Regions from separate parts of the Hordeum vulgare genome. Here region 2 is linked to region 1. A link is a contact called in public Hi-C data. All regions are on one chromosome and are shown on one strand. Each heading gives the region's core, a stretch centred on a gene start, on an enhancer-like site or on the middle of the called end of the contact. The rest is flanking DNA. Distances are from core to core; before and after follow the strand shown. Region 1 has its middle 15 kb from the start of LOC123446771. Region 2 holds the start of LOC123449276 (probable inactive receptor kinase At1g48480).

Evidence for each region. Hi-C and Micro-C count contacts between places; a contact is called where the count stands out from the background.
Region 2: a contact with region 1 is called in a Hi-C map of leaf, with 3 times the contacts expected there. The contact joins the promoter of LOC123449276 here to the enhancer-like site in region 1. A contact is called at or near these places in 4 of 6 Hi-C or Micro-C datasets (leaf and seedling).

What each region holds. Positions count from the first base shown.
Region 1 is chr4H:527,090,389-527,097,088 of MorexV3_pseudomolecules_assembly, reverse strand. No RefSeq gene overlaps it. Among protein-coding and RNA genes, the nearest start is that of LOC123446771, 15 kb to the right of the region's middle. Within about 2 kb of position 2,703, at least 3 of the 3 cell types and tissues checked have open chromatin away from gene starts, as enhancers often do. A contact at or near this core is called in leaf and seedling, where this site is marked.
Region 2 is chr4H:527,134,271-527,140,970 of MorexV3_pseudomolecules_assembly, reverse strand. It overlaps LOC123449276 (probable inactive receptor kinase At1g48480), which reads left to right and starts at 3,716. Exons shown (of 2, transcript XM_045126428.1): 1 at 3,716-5,617; 2 at 6,665-6,700. The coding sequence starts at 4,231. LOC123449278 reads left to right here. Exons shown (of 5, transcript XM_045126433.1): 5 at 1,077-1,355. The coding sequence ends at 1,131.

The sequences.
Region 1 (6,700 bases), core at 1,454-3,953:
GCGCTTCACAACGTGAAAAGCCCCTTAGATGATTATTTTTATTAACAATTACTCCTACTACACCCATTCATGATTATTTTCTTCAAACAGAGGGACCATCATCTGCTGACCTTCTTCTTAACAGAACTACTGTCACCACCGACGGATGCGGCCCAGTCCTTCATTCGTGGTACACACATATATATATATATATCTCGTATATGCTGATCTGCGCATGTCAGCTGAACCCTGAGCATTATACTGCCAACTGAATCGTGCCTGTCGGTTTCAAAAAAAAAAAAAAAAAACTGAATCGTGCCTGTCAAACTCAAATGCGCCATTAGACGCAGGTATCTCCTTCCTTTACTTGATCAAGCGGTGAAGGCAATGTATTACCAATGCCGAAAACGAAGCACGTCCAAACCCACGTATGAAAATGATCATGCAGTAGTAGTTTGGAATCGAGGTTTACTCCCCCCCACAAACCGCAACTACCTAGCTAGATCACCATCCGCATTGCCCCTCTCAGGACGGAACGGCCAAATCGTAGGATCACTCACCCCTGACACCCGCCGCATTTGCTCCTCCTGAGAGACGGTTTGAATAGTCATCACTGACAGAATAGACAAACAGCCAACCAGCCCATCACCACAAGATTATTTTTTATGTACTGTTATTTCAAACAGTGGGCAGGGCTAATTAACAACTAGTGCAGACGATATAACAATAATCTTTCGGGACAAAGGAATCGTTCGCTGGGCACAGTGAACGTGCGCGGTGTGATGGAACTCGCAGACGCTTCTGTGTCGGCAGTATTTTGGTTGATGATTGATTCTGATTGCTCCCTAATTCCTAGCCCTCCTTTTCCTTCTTGCAGTGTCGCTGCAGGCAGACTGATTAACTGGGCTATCAGCGCCCTGGCTCTTCTCGCTGGACACGCTTAGCAGAGGCGGGGGGAGCGCTGCCTTCTTGTCGAAATGGAATCGAAACAATGGAAGGCTTGCGCGCAACGCAAAGCCCGTTTCGATGGGGGCAAGGCAACAGGTGGAGGAAACACACAAAGCAGGGAGTGCGCGTGTTCTTTATCGGGAGAAGGGAAAGTTGGAAGCAAAGCATGACCGAGAAAGAGATGGTTAGCTGAGACTTGCTAATCGTACAACAATAAGAGAGCTTAGTTCAGTCACATGTTCACATATAGGGGCATATAGCAGGAGCAGCAGTAGAGTGCTTGCGAGTGCGGTGATCCGGCCACAGAGACACAAAGGGTTCAAGTTCTCGACTCTTTCTTGATGGAAAGAGGGATTACCATGGCCTCTACATCAAGTGATGCACACGATCGTTTTATTGGACAAGGTACTAACTAAATATGTAGTCCAATACAAGTTCGCAAGCAAAGTTGAACGAACAAGAATAAAATGCCACAACCAGCAAGTTGAACTTGAGGTGTCCATATGTTTCCTGACTTCCGCACCACACACGGATCTGTTTAGACGCCTGGAAGATGACTTGTAAAAGAAATATGATGTTATGTCTGTTAAATATAGTGTCATTCTGATATTTTCGTATAGTCCAAAGTAATGCACACACTCCAAAGTAATGCACACACTTTAATTCAAATATATGCCGATATCTTAAGCACTATTTGGTTTAACCATATCTCAAATAACTTGGCTAGCGGACACCTTAAGTTCTTGACTTAAGAGCATCTTAAATAGATGATGTATTTTACATCATCAAATTATGATGTAAGTAAAATATACATCATCAAAAAGTATGTTTTATCATCAAAATATCCAATTGATGTAAAAATAGGCGGGCGGAGCGACATTCAGCAGCAGCACTACAGCCGCACGTATTTAAATCAAAATTATCGCAAACTTAAATAACACGTCAAATTCAACATCTGGTTACTGTAGCGCCACATTACTTAGCATCCGGTTCACTATACCAAACGTTTTTTGCTCGTCTTTTTCGCATATTTTAAAAAATATAAACATAAAAATATACATAACAAACAATTTAGGTACGCATTGGACCTTTTAAATATACTTAGAACAAATTTAGAATACGCAATGCATATTTGTGTAATATACGTTGAACAAATTTTAAATACACAATGAACAGTCATGGTATCTGTGAACACTTTTATAATATATGATAAACATTTTTTGTAATGCATGTCATAATTTTTTGTAGTATACCATGAACATTTTCTTAATATATCATTAGTATTTTTCAATACATAATGAACTTTATGCACTACACAGGAAAGGGAAAGAAAAGTAAAAAGAAAAGGCGAACCAGCATATGATTGGATGATTAGAAGGACACTTTTATCTCATGTTCACTAGAGTTCAAGTCCCAGACTTGACATTAATGTCCACATTTTCCTGAATTTGTTTCAGACCTTATGACAATGTGCATTTAGTGAAAAAAGATGTTCGCGTCGACCATGAAGACACGTGTGGCAACTTCGTCAATCTAAATATGATGTGTCGGTTCAGTCTCTCGAAGATGTATGATGTGTGCATTCGTAAAAAAAGTATATGTATGAGCGTATATGTTTGACAGTCTGTACTGCATTAAAAATAAAATGAAAAAAATAGAAACAAAAGAATGAAAAGAAATAAGAGAAGAAACGACTTCAGGGACCGTGCCCCATGAGCCGGCCCAAACTGGGGAGTCAGGAGAGAAACGATCAGCGTCGTGGGAGGGCGCCCTTATATCTCGCATTCAGCAAGATCTAGGGAACCCTCCTTCAAGGGGATAGTGACATAGGCTGACCCAGGAACGTAGGAGGCCACAACCTCCTTTTCCGGTTTTTTTTACCTTTTTTTGTTTTACTTTTAAACTTTTTATACGTTAAAATATTCTAATAGATATATTACAAAAGCACACCTTTAAAATGGCTATTTTTTTAAAATGATACATATTTTTTAATAAATTTGAAAAATATTTTGCAGTTTCAATTTTTTCAAAACTAATACACCGTCGGCCTGGCTGAAGCCGGTTAGTCCCTGTCGGCCTTGGCTAGACCGATAGGCCTCTCGGCCCTGTCTATTTGGTACTAATCGGTTTAGTCGTGACCAATTAGAAATAATAGGCCTATTGGTGACTAATTAGTACTAATTAATGTTGGCAAAGTCGATAGATGCATATATAATTATGTTTTACGTAACTAACATTTTCTGATGTCAAATAGCCCTTTAGTTTCCTGCATGATAGATCCAACTACTAGATAAGGTGGCAAGAATTATTTTTCCGTCATAATTTACCGCTCCTGACTTCGGGTGAGCAGTTCGATACATATACTGGGTTTATCTGGCAGCCGTACATGCAAACAACCATAAATGCTAGATATCCTTGCGGTAATTCTGAGCTATGCACAAGAGATCGGAGTTACTGGATGACGAAATCGAAGATCATCTTCGGTGTCTTCGTTGAGGAGATGACACAACAACGGGTTATGAGGCAATTTGGTGTGCAGGTTCTCTATAGGGGGTGGGTCGACCATGTGCCGAAGATCAAATTGCCTCATAACCCGGTGCGAGATAACATGAGTGTATGTATCGAACTGCTCATCGAAAGTTAGAAGCGGCAAATTTTGGTAGGATTTTTTTTTTGTCGCCTGATCGAATAGCCGGATCTGTCACGTGGGAAATTAGAGGGCTATTTTGTCACTATAAAATGCTAGTTACGCAAAAAAAATGCATCTATCGGTTTTGCCAACAACAACTAGTACTAATTGGTCACCAATACACCAATTAGTGCTAATTGGTCACGACTAATCCAATTAGTACCAACTAGATACGGCCGAGAGGCCTATTGGCCTAGCCAAGGCCTACAGGGTCTAATCGGCTTTGGCCAGGCCGACTGGATCTAGTCGGCTTTGGATAGGCCGACGGTATGTTAGTTTTGAATTTTGTTGAAACTGCACAATATTTTTCAAATTTATTAAAAAATGTATTATTTTAAGAAAAATAGCTTTAAAAATGTTTTGAAAATGTTGATCAAGCATTTGGAAAATGATAATGCGTATAGAGAAAAGTTTCTCTATGGTACGAAAAATATAACAAAATATGTATAAAACAATTTGATTGTGTATGTAACAAATGCTAATCAAGTATCTGAAACTCTTTGAACTAGTATTAAGAAATGTGGATGAAGCATTTTAAAAATACTAAATGTGTATAGAAAAATGTTAACCATGTATCAGAAAAATCATGATTTTTTATCAAGTATATAAAATTGTTATAAAAATATAACCAGGTATTTGGAAAATATTAAATATGTATGAAAACTGTTGACCATGTATTAAAATAGATTTTTTATTTAATCACAAACATAGATAATTTAATTAATATTTTCGTAAAAATTAAACAAGTATTTGAAAAATATTAATCTAGCATTTAGAAAATGTTAAATGTGTATAGAAATTTTTTAGCACGAATATAAAAACTTTAGTGAAGCATTTGAGAAAAATATTAAACAAGTGTTTGAAAATGTTAATCAAGCATTTGGAAAATATGAAATGTGTACACAAAAAATGTTCACCATGTATTCCAAAAATGTTAATGTGATATTTAAAAAATGTTAATAAATTTTTTGAAAATATTTAAACATGTTTAAAAAAGTGAATTACATGTATGAAAAATGTGTATAGAACACTGGCGCGTGCAGTTCCCCATGATGGGTCGGCCTGTTATACTCTGTACTTTAATACAGGAAAAAACTATGCCCTAGGTGGGATTCGAACAAGCGTTTTGCCGGTTCAGGACGCCGCGATAACCTCCAAGCCCACCTATTTGTACATGCCAATTAAGCTTATTTCTATTTCACTAGCAAAAGAGCCCGTGCGTTGCAACGGAAAAAAATACCACACGTTTTAATCTTTTTATAATAAATTTGATTTATTAAAATAATAAGCTAACTAACTAATGTAGTCAGTCCTATCCTATTTTGTTGATAAATCAACCCGTCAATTGTTAATTCCATCATGATGAGAAATTGAGCGGAACAAGCAAAGCAAAAGAAAGAGGCTACGTGAATTGATCAATGGATTGTTATCTTATTTCACTCATGGGATAGAGAATGTGGGATCAGATGACAAACTGAATGTGGTGTTCCGTTCTCTGTCTCTACAACAATGCAATCTTACATTCAATACATTCATTCATCATCAAACAAATCTCCACAAAACAAAATTTCTTGCCGGTGCTTGGCACACGGTTGGAGGCATGGGGAGGGGATCTCATCAGATGATGAGTTCCTGCCAGAGGAGGGGATACGATGAGGGGAGCAAGGGTTAGGCGCCTCTATCTGGCCATAAGGAGTCGTCGTTGCCGCGTCATAACCTCGGAATTCCCCGTGTGAGCCATGGAGGCCCGCCTCCACCTGCAAGTACTTCGCTCCACCGCGCCTTATCCGCGCGTCGCCGCCGTTCTGCATCAAGCAGACACATCATCCCCAGTCACTGTAGCTCTCACGTTGATTTGATCCAGAAGCTGTGCTCGAGCGCCGAAACAGGGGCAGCAAGCGGGCAGAGGTACGACCGCGGAGGCGGGTGGGTTGAGATCGACAGCAGTGCTGGTTGAGGTCGGCCGCGTCGGCGAGTGGTGTGGCAGTGGCCTGGGCACAGGCCAGGGTGGACCAGGGTCGACGCGATGCGCTCGAGCGCCGCAACGGGGGCAGTGAGCGTGGAGAGGTACGGCCGCGGAGGCGGGTGGGTTGAGATCGCCAGCAGTGGCGGTTGAGGTCGGTCGCGGCGACGACCGGTGTGGCGGCGGCCTGGGCACAGGACAGGGTGACCCATGGTCAACGGGAGGAGGCGATGCGTACGGGTATAATTTTTGCAGCGAATCATTTTTTCCTTTTGCGTTGCAGATAAATGATGAAGCGCGGGTTGAATAACAAAAAATACAGTTTTTTTTAATAAAAATGACGCGGTGGGTTTTCCGACGAAAACAATAGCCGCTTTATTATTAGATATAGATTACTTATTGCTCCCTCCGTTCCTAAATATAGAGTGTATAGTTTTTGGCACGGAAATTAAAGAACACGCGTGGAGGGAAATTTTCACAAGGAAATGTAATCAAATCCCTAAAATAAATATCCACACGAGTGATGCAACGCACTTTACCTTATATTTTGGATTTTTTATCAAAAAACTATACACCTTATATCAAGGAACGGAGGGAGTACTATTTTTAATTATTTTTGATTAATTTTGATGAAGTTTTTTCAAAATGGATCAACTCTTGTCAATATTGATGAACTTTTAAAAAATGGATGAACTTTTTTCAATTTTGATGAACTTTTTTTAATCAAATTCAGTGTTTTTTGAAAAAAAAACGATGAACTTGTTTTCAAAATCGGTGAATTATGTGAACTTTTCTCAAATTTTGTGAACTTTTTTAAAGAATATTGAACTTTTTATCAGAGTCGTTGAATTTGTTTTTAAAATCGATGAAATTTTTCTCAAAATATGTGAACAATTTTAAAAAATTGTGAACTTTTTTAAATTCAATTAATATTTTTTCGAAATCAGTGAACTTGTTTTCAAAATTGACAAAAATTATCAATTCCCATGATTTGTTTCTAAAATTAATGGACTTTTTCAAATTTGTGGATTATTTTTAAAAATGCTGAAACTTTTTAAAAACATTGACGAGTTTATATTAAAATTGATGAACTTTTTTCAAAATCAATGTTTTTTTTATGC
Region 2 (6,700 bases), core at 2,467-4,966, 43 kb before region 1:
GGGGCGGTCCTGACAAGGCTCACGTCGGACCAGCCCAAGCTGGCCCAGCCTGACACCACATATACCCCACCCCGGACCAAACCCTAGTCCACTCACTCTCGACCGCCCTGACTGGGAAGGTGGCTGGATCTAGCCGGTGCGGCTCCACTCCCATCGTCCGTCTGCTGTCCTCTCCCGATGACGACCAGGTCCCCCACAAGGTCCTGCGTCAGTCATTAACCTCCGCGGAGATGGCCGCTAAGCCGTCCGTGCGTGTGGCGGCTGAGAAAGAGGTCCCCCCCGACGACCCCTACACGATCTTCGTCATGTACTGTGGCCGCCGCGGAGATGACAAGAGGAAGTGCAAGGCACCGCGGTGAATCCGTGTGTATATATAACTAGTAGAACTGTCCTGTCCGGGGATGAACTAGTGTGCTCTTTTGGTTGTCAGATGATGAACTATGTTGATCGTTTAGTTGTCTGATGCATCCTCTATGTTTTATATATGATGCTTGTTCGTACGTGATCGACATTGTATGGGTTGGGGGAGTGGGAAATGAGGGGGGCGGACATATAAGGGGTGAGCCCATGCTCTCCGCGGACGTATAGGTGGGACAAATTTTGCAACTGTGGTTGTAGGTGCTCTTACATCCAGAAAAATAAGACATAAATCACTTTATGTTGTACTCCCTCCGTACCTAAATATAAGTCTTTTAAGATATTTCACTAGGTGTCTACATACGAAGCAAAATGAATGAATCTATACTCTAAAGTATGTCTATATACATCCGTATGTAGTCCATTAGTGAAAACTCTAGAAAGACTTATATTTAGGAACGGAGGGAGTACTTCCTAACAGAACTGAGGTGTTTTGGATAATTTACGTTAGAGTTTACATGCTGCTACTTTTATTATTCAGTCTGTTGTATAGGTCTGAAAAATAAATCTCATTTTTGTACTGTAACGAATCTAACTTGTATCCATATTGTCATTAGATCAGTTTTTTATCAGCTGACCATTGACTCTATGGCATTTTAGTTTGGTTAGCTTCTCTTGCTCTGTCGTCCCAACTTGTGTTTTTTACTTCTGTTCTTCAGGGTATCCCTTGGAGAAAGCTTGGATGGAGTGAAGGGTTCCTTCAGTTATTCATGAAGTATTTATACTTTCTGGCAATGGAGTGAACAGAGAAATATTCTTCAAGTCTGCTGTAAACACTAAACTGTAATGTTTCCTAACATATGGTGTATCCTTATGTTGCATTACGTAGTAGATATATTTATATAAAAATCTTAGTCACCGATCCAACATATATCTTTCCAGTGTTTTCATTTCATGCTGGGAATTTTAGTATCTAACAGTAGCTCTTATCCGGGAAAGTGGTGTCAGGTTATTCCTGTGTTTTCATTGTCATGTCTCTCTGATTTCCCAATTGACTTGACGGTAGACATCCGAAGATAACGAAACAAGTCAGATATGCAAATATCAGGTACTGTAGAGAAACCATATTTTAGATTCCTTGAGATCACTGTTAGTATTAGGTAGACAAAGGAAAGGGTTCAGACAAGAAAGAAGCACCCAGAACAATAATCTGCTGAAGTTTATGTCAACACTTGGGTTTTACTGCCAATGAATGACTAAAAAGGGGTCATCAAATACATCACTTCTTAGCTGTTTGGTTTCTAGCCACGCTTTGTCACACAGCCACACCTCAAGTTAGGTGAGTGTTTGGTTTTAACCACACCTTAGGCAAGATTCTTTTTATGAAAAATAAGACCCATATATCATACACACAAAAAGTGTGGCATGATTTCTCCACCGACATCCTCTGCATTTTCAGATAATAAGTGCCAAGTCAAGAGAACAGGCTCATGATAATTTTTGCCACTGACGATGAGGCATATTGGACAATCATGCAAGCATGCTTCAGAATCAGTACGAGGCACATCTCTCAATCCAGAGAAGTTTTTTTGTTGTTGAGGAAAATCAACCCAGAGAAGTAGCTGTATCAAAAGCTTCAATATATCTGCTGATTCATTTCGTCGATTTAAGTTTGTGATTGTGACAAAGTGGGAAAACTATTCTGGTGGTCCACTCTTTGGAAATAGCATAGCTGCTGTCATGTATAGGATCAGTCAACTTCTTCACAGAGAGGTGCCTGAGCCTCATTATGTGTCGGCAATATTTTGCCCTCGGTTGACTTCATTTCGCCATAGTTGCTGGCATTGTGTCAATGTGAATTTAATTCGTCCGGAGTGGTGCAATGCTGAATGACTCTGCCATAGTTGATGGTATTGTGTCTGCGATATGAAAATAAACAAGAGCACCATCTTTGAATTTGTGCTGCAATTATGTTGATTTTGGTGGAATTAAAAGGCACGTGCTTGAGTTTGTCAGCTGATTATAAGGGTCTTTCAGCCCAGTTCCAGTCGCCACATCTGGCAGGACAAATCTTCCTTACAAAAAAAAAGAGAGTCCGCGTCTTAAGAACTGCCTCTATCTCATGGCTGCACACAAGTTCCAGCATTTTTCACGACCAGTTCAGCATGGTAAGTAGGTGACCATCTGCATCATCCTCTAGCGTTAGCTGTCCTTTTTGAAATTCGATATTCCTTGATCTCATTTACATAGCTTCCGCAATTTCGAAAGCAGTTGCTTTTGTCAACGGCATTGAAAACTATCACTGTCGCGCCCTTTGGTTGCTGGCTTCCTCTACATCCGTGTTATTATCGTCTCCACCTCCATGTCTTTTACCCCTGCCGTCGCTGTTCCATGGAATGTATTGCAATCGGTAGGGTTCTTCCTCCTGTAGGCGTCATTATCAGTACAGCACCATGTTGAAATTGTTTCAGCTTCAAGGCTTGAACCAACCTGGAAGGAGGGAACAGGAAAGGTGGAGATGGAAGAAACGAAATCGGAAGTCGCTAGTAAAACCTACCTAGCCAGTCGGTCAATGCATCATCAGCAAGCTTGGGTATACGATTGGGCTGGACCGATTTGCATTTGCTTGGGTAGACAAAAGAATCTAGTTGGTGGGCGGGGCGGAGCCCATATCTCGCAAATTTCCAACCGATGGAACAACAAGAGAGTTCGTTGTACCCGATACGATACCTGCTGCCCGGAAAGACCTACCGTACGCACCGTCGATCATTGCACCCCCCCAAAAAAAAGAGGTGCCACACTTCCTTGGGCCATGCCATCATCATCATTTGCCAGAGCTCGTCGCTCTTGTTCTCCCGGGACATCAACAAGTTGGCCACTGGCCACCATTCTTTTCTCTCGAGCAGTCTCGTCTCGCCTGGAGCGTGATGATGCAGCTCAGCCGGCGAGTCCTTGACCGAAACCAAAAGCCTGGCCTGCGATCCTGAACCTGCCAAGCCAAGAGTTAATTTTCCCTTTGACAGTTACCGCTGCGTTTTTGGGCACTGGGTACGTACGTACTGTACGTGTTACCGAAAATTCAAGTAATGTGCGTACGCTAAACACGAGACCGTGCCCGTGTAGCTTGGCCGGGGAACTGGCCGATAAATGCCCGTGAACTGGATAACATGCGATGCTCGGGTACTCCCACTGGCCAGCAGCAGTAAACAGCAGTACCCACAAACCTTTTGCTCGTGGTTGGATTGGAAGCTTGGAATTCACTCAACTCCAAAAGATTCTGCAGCGCGGTGGTTAGGAATTTTCTCCCGATGGAATTCCCGGTGAAAGCGAGCACGGTTCATCTGTCTAGCTCACGATTTCTTAAACAATCCATTCATCACGGAAATATGTTATATACTATATATACTACAGGGCCAGCAGTAGGAGTAGTATTATTTTTCTCGTGTCTTTTGTCAGGCTGGTCCCTGGTCCAGCCTTTCATCGGGCCTCAAAAGACTCCACCTGCTGCTAATCTGCCTTTTCCTTAACCCCCTCTCTCTGAGCTTTGGATTAGAAAAAGAGGAAAGTGGGAATTCTCCAACTAGGCTCCAGTAAGCTCCACCCGGTTAATCAACCCATGATTAAAGCAATCAAGCGAGCCCATTGTTGTGCCAATCAGGCCCTCCGTCCGTTCCAGCTCCTTGGCTGGGCTAACCAAACCTTCCATTATAATTCAAGATTCCCCCCTGCCCACTCTATTTCTACTACTGCCAGTACTACCACCACACAGAGAGTGTCTGTTTTTCTTCTCCTCCATGGCCATGGCAGCGCTCTCCTCGAGCTAAGTAAAGAGACTCTCGCCGCCCGCCTTCCTCCTACTCCACGCCGCCGGCGATGGCGGCAATGCCGAGGCCGGCGAGGCTGGCCCTTGCGGTGCTGGCGCTCGCGTCGGTGCTCCCGGCGTACCTCTCCGACGACCTCAACACGGACGCGCAGGCGCTGGAGGCGCTGCGCAAGGCGGTGGGCCGGTCCGCGCTGCCGTCGTGGAACAGCAGCACGCAGACGTGCCAGTGGCAGGGCGTGGCCTGCGAGAACGGCCGCGTCGTCGAGCTCCGCCTCCCCGGCGCCGGGCTCATCGGCGCGCTCCCCTCGGGCGTGCTCGGCAACCTCACCGCGCTCCGCACGCTCTCCCTCCGCTGGAACGCGCTCACGGGCCCCATCCCCGACGACGTCTCCCGCATGACCGAGCTCCGGGCCATCTACTTCCAGCACAACGCCTTCTCCGGCGAGGTCCCGGCGTCGCTCTACACGCTCAGGAACCTCGTGAGGGTCAACATCGGCCACAACAAGTTCTCCGGCGAGATCTCGCCCGACTTCAACAAGCTCAACCGCCTCGGCTCCCTCATCCTCGACGCCAACGACTTCTCCGGCGAGATCCCCAAGCTGGACCTGCCCACATTGGAGCAGTTCAACGTCTCCTACAACAAGCTCAACGGCTCCATCCCCCACAAGCTCCGGAAGATGCCCAAGGACTCCTTCCTCGGCACCGGGCTCTGCGGCGGCCCGCTCGGCCTCTGCCCCGGCGAGACCGCGGAGACGCCGGCAGGATCGCCGGGGGCCCAGCCAGGCGGCGGCGGCGCGGCCGCTGACGTCGGCCGCGGCAAGAAGAAGCTCTCCGGCGGCGCCATCGCCGGCATTGCCATCGCGTGCGTGTTCGGCTTGCTGCTGCTGCTCGCCCTGCTCTTCTTCCTCTGCCGGAAGAAGTCCGGCAGCGCGCAGAGGTCCACCGCGGCGGTGGAGAAGGGCCGTGACCTGGGCATGGGCCCGCTGGACGCGGCGGAGCCCAAGGGGCAGAACGGCAACGGCGTCCACGGCGGCGCCGCCGCCGCCGCCGCCGCCGGAGCGGTGCCGGCAGCCGTCGCAGCGGCCGCCAAGTCCGGAGGCTCGACGGCCGGGTCGAAGAAGCTGATCTACTTCGGTCCGATGGCTGCGGCCCCGCCGTTCGACCTGGAGGACCTGCTGCGCGCGTCGGCGGAGGTGCTGGGCAAGGGCGCGTTCGGGACGGCGTACAAGGCGGTGATGGAGAGCGGCGCGGCGGTGGCCGTGAAGCGGCTCAAGGACGTGGACCTCCCCGAGCCGGAGTTCCGCGAGCGCATCGCAGCCATCGGCGCCGTGCAGCACGAGCTGGTGGTGCCCCTCCGCGCCTACTACTTCAGCAAGGACGAGAAGCTGCTCGTCTACGACTACATGTCCATGGGCAGCCTCTCCGCCCTCCTCCACGGTAAGAAACAAAGAAAAAAAAACAACTCGCTCCTTTTTTTTACTACCTTTATTTACAGTGGCTTCGCGCCGGGCCGGTTCGTTATCCGGGCGGCCGTCGTGTCGGTGGATCGACCCGAACAGGCTGGCGATATTCCTTCGCCGGCGCGAAAAAAGTCCAACCAAGGGCGCGGGGAGAGCGGTGCCGGGTCGCTTTCGCCCGATCCATTCCGTTTCCCCTTTTAACCACTCCCTCGGACACGATCAATTCGCTGGCTCACATCACGGCCTGACCTACCCCCGCCGCGTCCCCGGCCCGGTTTCTTTATGGCCTTGCCCGGCCCAGCTCCAGCTCCGGCATGCCACGGTGTAGCACTAGTAGTACTACGTGCAGACGCTCGAACTGCTGCAATTTGTACGCTAGTATGTACGACTACAGTAGTAGGGTTGTCGGGTTCAGCGTTGCCAGCCGAGTTGCGTGGGATCTAACCCACTAGTTTAGTTTAAGGCGGCAAACAACGTGACAGCCATGACTGCCCTTGGCACGACCCCAACTTGCCTTGCCAAGCTCGTGGTCCATGGAGGCTCGTTTTGAAATCCTCCCCCTCGAGAGAAGCTACTAGTCGTAGTAGTAGTGCGTACTACGATGCAACTGTGCGAGCACGTACGCGGAGTTATTAGTTGCGGACTGATTCCTGGTGGTGGTAAAATTTGCCTTGGCAAGTTGCGCATGTGATGTGAGCGGGCAAGGGCTGGGCCGGGGCAGGGTGGTTGATGAAGTTGATATGCGTCCATGTGACATTTAGTTAGGCGCCACTGCTCCAATCCTCGGGATTCCTCCCCCTCCTCGCGCCAATAATGGCTGGCGTTGTGCGTTCACACATGATTTAAGTGGATCATTCATGAGCCCGGACGGGAGTGGAGTAGATAACAACACATGGCTGGCATGCCATGCTCATGCACATGAAACGTAAAACCAACGGAAGCCAAAAAGAAGGAAAGAAACAACCACATGCGCACGGTAACTGTGATTAACTTTGATGTTCATGCCGTCGTCGTGTGCTTGCAGGGAACCGGTCGTCGGGGCTGACGCCGCTGGACTGGG